Linked DNA regions of Mus musculus: region 1 is linked to region 2. A link is a contact called in public Hi-C data. All regions are on one chromosome and are shown on one strand. The core of a region is the stretch at or near the end of the contact, and the rest is flanking DNA. Distances in the headings are between cores, read along the strand shown.

Evidence for each region. Hi-C and Micro-C count contacts between places; a contact is called where the count stands out from the background.
Region 1: a Hi-C map of Th1 cells shows a contact between it and region 2, with 3 times the contacts expected there. The contact joins the promoter of Cdk5 here to the enhancer-like site in region 2. A contact is called at or near these places in 1 of 39 promoter capture datasets (hippocampal neurons), 5 of 484 Hi-C or Micro-C datasets (CD4 T cells, Th1 cells, embryonic fibroblasts and 2 more), 4 of 115 datasets of contacts at active chromatin or transcription factors (the NIH/3T3 cell line, double positive thymocytes, memory CD8 T cells and 1 more) and 3 of 9 other capture datasets (adipose tissue, liver and pancreatic islet).

What each region holds. Positions count from the first base shown.
Region 1 is chr5:24,422,219-24,424,961 of GRCm38.p6, reverse strand. It overlaps Cdk5 (cyclin-dependent kinase 5), which reads left to right and starts at 1,398. Exons shown (of 12, transcript NM_007668.4): 1 at 1,398-1,513; 2 at 2,076-2,164; 3 at 2,247-2,314; 4 at 2,404-2,464; 5 at 2,574-2,630. The coding sequence starts at 1,477. It also overlaps a transcript of Slc4a2 not described here.
Region 2 is chr5:24,265,438-24,268,137 of GRCm38.p6, reverse strand. No RefSeq gene overlaps it. Among named protein-coding and RNA genes, the nearest start is that of Gm33476, 34 kb to the left of the region's middle. Within about 2 kb of position 1,322, at least 281 of the 459 cell types and tissues checked have an H3K27ac peak or open chromatin away from gene starts, as enhancers often do. A contact at or near this core is called in the NIH/3T3 cell line, Th1 cells, adipose tissue and 7 more, where this site is marked.

The DNA.
Region 1 (2,743 bases), core at 149-2,648, 160 kb before region 2:
CGTTAAGGTTCTGCAGAGCCCCCGCCCAAATAACACCACTGAAACACCAAGAAAGCCCCGGTGTCTGCTTGAGAGAACGGGTGGCAGGCGAATGTGGAGTAATGAGTGGGTGGGGTTGGGTGGCCAAGACCCTGAACTGATGGAAAACAAGACAACTTGTTGAAGATTCCTCCCTTTCGCTAGAACTACCTCCGGGCTAAATGGAAACCTATTCATAGCTGACACCTCTATTTGAAAGACCCTTGCGTGTCATCATGTTTTCTCAACTAAGTTATCAATTATTTCAGATAAAGAATACACTTTATGCGTCTTCAGTCTGCCACGTGGGTAAATCACAATATTGTTTATGCAAAAGCACTCAGATTTAAGTGAGTTAATTGACAAACGGTTAGCGCCTACTCTGGTTCCGCGCTGAGGAATGCTGTTTGGGGCCATTTTCGCCCGGTTCACAGCCCTCAAGAATGCAATCATGAGACAATTAGAGAGTAGTGCAAGAAAATCTATAATCAACTCCTTTATAGGATGAGGTAAAGGCTGCTTGCTCCAAGTGTAGCAACTGTCTGTGGTCTTGTCTGTTGAGGGAAGTAACTGACCTGCCAGTCTTCGTGGGCCACACCCTGGCTGACTCCAGTGGGCCTGCTCTGAAGACTGGGATCTGGGGGACACCCAGGCTCCAGTCAGCTGGCCTCGGCATGTCAAAGTGGAGCCGCTGGAGTCCGGTGGGTTTCGAGACGATAAAATGGGCCCAGCAGAAAGAGGGGACTCTGGCGTGTGTCCTTCCACTCAAATCCAGACTCTAACGGGGCACACCTGTCTCGCTGCCCAGCCCTGTGGTCAGCTGGTCCCTGTGAGGTCATCAGCAGTAAGACATCGCTCAGAATCATTCCCCAATCAGTCCTGGGGTCACCAGGTGGCCTAGGAGAGGTGAAAACTAGTGCTGAAGCTGTCAGGAGGTCGCTGGTGACTCAAAACACCCAACCAGGTCAGAGCCGGGCCAACAGCGCTCGGGATCTAGGCCGTCAAACGCAAACTTCAAGCAGAGAGCACCCCACCCCCACCCTCACTGTATTCTGGAACGCGTAGTCCCGGAGAGGCCCTTTTCTGGAAGGCTGTGAGCACAGAAAAGGAATAATAACAAGAGCGGGGCACACTGGGAGCCTCCGCGCCTTGGCGGAGACGCCCGACACGCGATGCTTCCTGGGAGTTGAAGTTTAAGGTTTGCCTCCGCGATGGAAACGAGTCCCTGGAGTTGATCGCTGCAGAGAGCCCGAGCGCAGCCTGTTGGACTTTGTAGTCCGCGTGTCCTCCGCCACAGGCATTCTTGGGAACTATGGCTTCCCCGGGACTACAAGTCCCAGATGCCAGTGCGTGGTGAGCAGGTGGGCGGGGCTGGAGCTGTGAGTACCACCTCCTCTGCAACGCCAGGGCCGGGAGTCTTAGAACCGAGGGCCCGCAGGGGTCCCCGCGGCCGCTGCAATGCAGAAATACGAGAAACTGGAGAAGATTGGGGAAGGTAATGGAACCACGAGATGTTCCTGCAAGGTCTTTTTCTGAAGACCCTACTTGCAGTCCCAGCTCCCTTACCGTCAGCTATACCGGCAGGCTCCGACCTCAGCACTAGCCAAAAGCCCTGGCCGCTGAGTCCCTCACCCAGTGCAGAAACGAACCCTGTGTTAGCATCTGCGGCAAACTCTTGCTCTTAGCCTTAGCAATCTCTGTGGACCAGCCTTCCTAACCGCGGCACTTCCTGCATTTCTCGTCCCTAGCCCCAGCATCACTTGCAAACCTCACCTGGGATTCCTGCTTCAATTCATTGCAGAACCTCCAACCTTAACATTTTTGCAGGCCTTCGTTCCTCCCCTAGGTGACTCCTCGATACCCCCCGACCCTACCCCCGACCCGGGAGTTTATGGCAGATTCTCCCTGCAGCTGAAGCCTTGAGTTATTTTAGGCACCTTCTCCTTGGCATCCTCACTCACAAAACTACTCCACATCTGGCCTTTGCCCTGAGAACTTACCCTTACACACTAAGATATTGAGAAGGATCCTCTCCCTCACCCCCAACCTTCCTCTAGGCACCTATGGAACTGTGTTCAAGGCTAAAAACCGGGAAACTCATGAGATTGTGGCTCTGAAGCGTGTCAGGCTGGATGATGACGATGAGGTAGGCCTAGGGCCTGGGAGGGAGGGGGGGTCTAAAGTCTGTCTTGGGTTTCGTGTAACTATTACCCCCTTGCATGTTGTAGGGTGTGCCAAGTTCAGCCCTCCGGGAGATCTGTCTACTCAAAGAACTGAAGCACAAAAACATTGTCAGGTAGGATAGAACCTCCTTATTAGACTGGGCTGGTATTGGGATGTTAGAGGCCAACTTGGAGATGTGGCTAAGCCTTTCATTTTCCCTAGGCTTCATGATGTCCTGCATAGTGACAAGAAGCTGACACTGGTTTTTGAGTTCTGTGATCAGGTGAAAGAGGGGCTTGGGGGGGGGCGGGGCATATTTATCATGGGAGGGTATAGGAGTCCAGACTAAGGTTGAACTCGGTCCTCTTCTCCTCACTGCAACCTCTATTTAGGACCTGAAGAAATATTTCGACAGCTGCAATGGTGACCTGGACCCTGAGATTGTGAAGGTGAGAGGAAAGATGTCTAGGGATTTGTGGCACCTGGGTATGCCTATATAAATATCAGCACTCTTTGACTGCCAGGTTGGGGCGCTGGGGTACCAGGGGAACCCTGTTTCTGC
Region 2 (2,700 bases), core at 73-2,572:
TTCAGGTCAGAATTGTACCTGTACCTTTAAGTTCGGATAGATGATAGAATAATTAATTTAAATTGACAAAGATGATGGACTGGGTATTATAAGTGGATATCAACCTTATAATTTGCATAATTGTTGTAATCGTGTTCAATTTATATCTGAGAGAAAAGAGCCTTTTTAATTGAAATGTGAGAAATGTAGTGGGTTTGGCTATACTGCTTGTATTATAATGCTAATTTGGGTCCCCAAAATTGCTTGCTTGAGAGAGTCTGCATGTCCACAGGTAAGACACTGAGGAACCCTGCCCCTAGTTGGTTCTGATTGGTAAATAAAGATGCTGGCAGCCAATGGCTGGGCAGGACGTGGCAGACTGAACTAGGACTTTTAGGATTTCCCAGGCCTGGGACTGAGAACAAGAAGAGAGGGAAGATCTGCCATGCTAGAAGAGTGTGGAGAAGGGAGACACCATGCCTGAGAAGAGTGCAAGACAGAGAGGCATGGCCGCCACGTGAAGGAGCCGGGAGAGCACGGCCCAGTTGGGCAGCCCTCTGAGTCCAGAGCAGCCAAGGTAGAACACAGAATTTAGTAAGCTGTAACTCGGAATTATCGGTGGAAGGTAGATTCTATCAGTAGTGGAGGTTAGGCAGTAGCCCAGCTATTGTGCTGATTAAGACATGTGTGTGTGTTTCATTTGGGAACACAAGCCATTGAGGTAGATAGCAAACCCGTATCTGCGACTTAATTATTAATTATTTAATTCAACAATATTTGTGCACAGGACTCCAGTTCCAAGAGGCTCCATGTGGGTAGGAATTACAATTCATGATTTATAGGTACAGATGACATCTGTGGACCTCCTTGCTTGGTTTTTGAAACAGGGTCACAGTTGTAGCTTTGGCTCTCCTTGAACTTGTGGTGATCCTCCTGCCTCAGTCTCCCAAGTGCAGAGATTATAGGTGTGTGATGTCTTCCCAAGAGGTGCTTGTAAATTCTTGAGGTGAGGGCCTTGCTGTCCTTTGTCCTCTCAGATGTGGTGTGTGATGCTCAGATGCTGGGCTAGGAGGCTGTGAGGGAGACCTATACTAGCCAGACCTGTGTTTTACATATAAGTAAAAGTCCCCCGTGGAAGTTGTTATTAATGTGTTTTTTTGTGACATTCACATGAACTTGGTCTAAATCAATCCAGGATAATTCTGCAACATTTGGTCACCCTTCTGCCTCACACCTGGGGGCATAACACTTCAGCATTAATCTGTGACAGATTAACAGGGCTTCAGCCTGGCCCAATGGTGTTGACAGTTTGAGGTGTTGGGCGCCATCTGGTGGCCGCATGATACACAGCCCTAATCACAGGAAGTCTGTTTCCAGCTATTTGCATAGCAGCCCCAGCCCATTCTTTAGTCAGAACCCCAAGTCTTGAACGTCAGCGGCCTGACATGGACTCCAGGACTTTAAGACACCATCGAGCTTCCCAGCTCCTGTGGGCTCCGGAAATTGAGAGAGAGCTGTTTCTAGGAAGTGTCTGGCTGTCCTTCCCCTCCTGCCAGTTGAGAACCGGCTACTAAATAAAGATGCCATGTGACCTCCCTTCTGCAGACTCTCAGGTCTCAGAGCAACAGTTAAAGTGGAGAGGAGGCGGCTGATGACTCACTGATACTCCGGAGCAGGAAATCAACACCCAGGGAGCCTGACCCGGCAGCGGCTCATACAGAATTGATTGGCGGTGGTTTGAGCGTGGGTGGAGTGGCTTTAATGTAGCCGAGCTTATAATACTTCCTTCTGCCGACCTCTGGTAAAATCCTGAAACAGGACTGGGTATGGTGGCTCCGGCCTGTAATCTCGGTTCTCAGGAAACTGATCAAGGGGCGTTGCTGCAAAACAAAAGTCCCAAACAAACTCTGAAATGGCCGATAAATGGCTCCCACCAGCTTTCTTCAAGGTTTGGAATTGGTAGAGAGACTCGCCACACCTGACACACACGCTGCCATCCACACTGGCCACTGCAGGCGATGGGTTGTCTTCTCCCTTGGGGACCCTTTGCTAGTGGGGCTACTTAATGCTCCCTGGGTTCTAGGTCCCCCTCGGCCCTGAGTCCACTCACTCTTTGGACTAAGTGTGGCTACAAGCCTCAGAGACAAGATGGCAGAGACCCTTGGAGAAAGAAAGCACAGCTGAAAGAACCAAGGAGACAACTTCTTGTCTTCCAGTCAGGAGTAGAAACTGGAAATCCCAGATGCTAGTGGTGCGAAGGCCTCCCCAGGAGTGTTTGGGAAGGGGTGATCTGAGAACTGCTATGCTGTGGTTTGTCATGTTGGGGTCAAAGAAGCAGGTGAGGTGGGGAGGCCTGGCCATGTGGATGGGAGCCTCAGGGTAGACAGGGTGGCCATAGGACCATGGTCTCAGCTGACACGGAGAAGCCAAGCCAGGGACACAGAGACAGTATACCTCTCAAGTCTGGAATGAGAGGACTTGGAAGTCAACTAGACATTTTGCTGCTACAGAAATTGGGGTCTCAGAGGTCATGTGACTGCTATGTGACTATGCTGAGCTAGGTGGCACCAGACTCCTACCCTAGCAGAGACTCCTTGCACAAGGCTGTGGGGTCCGGGCCCTCCTTCCCTGGAGTTAGGTCCCTGACAATCCACGGCCCCTGCTCCAAAATTCTCTATCTTGTTTTGTCTTAATATAACCATGTTTATGTTTGTTTGTCTT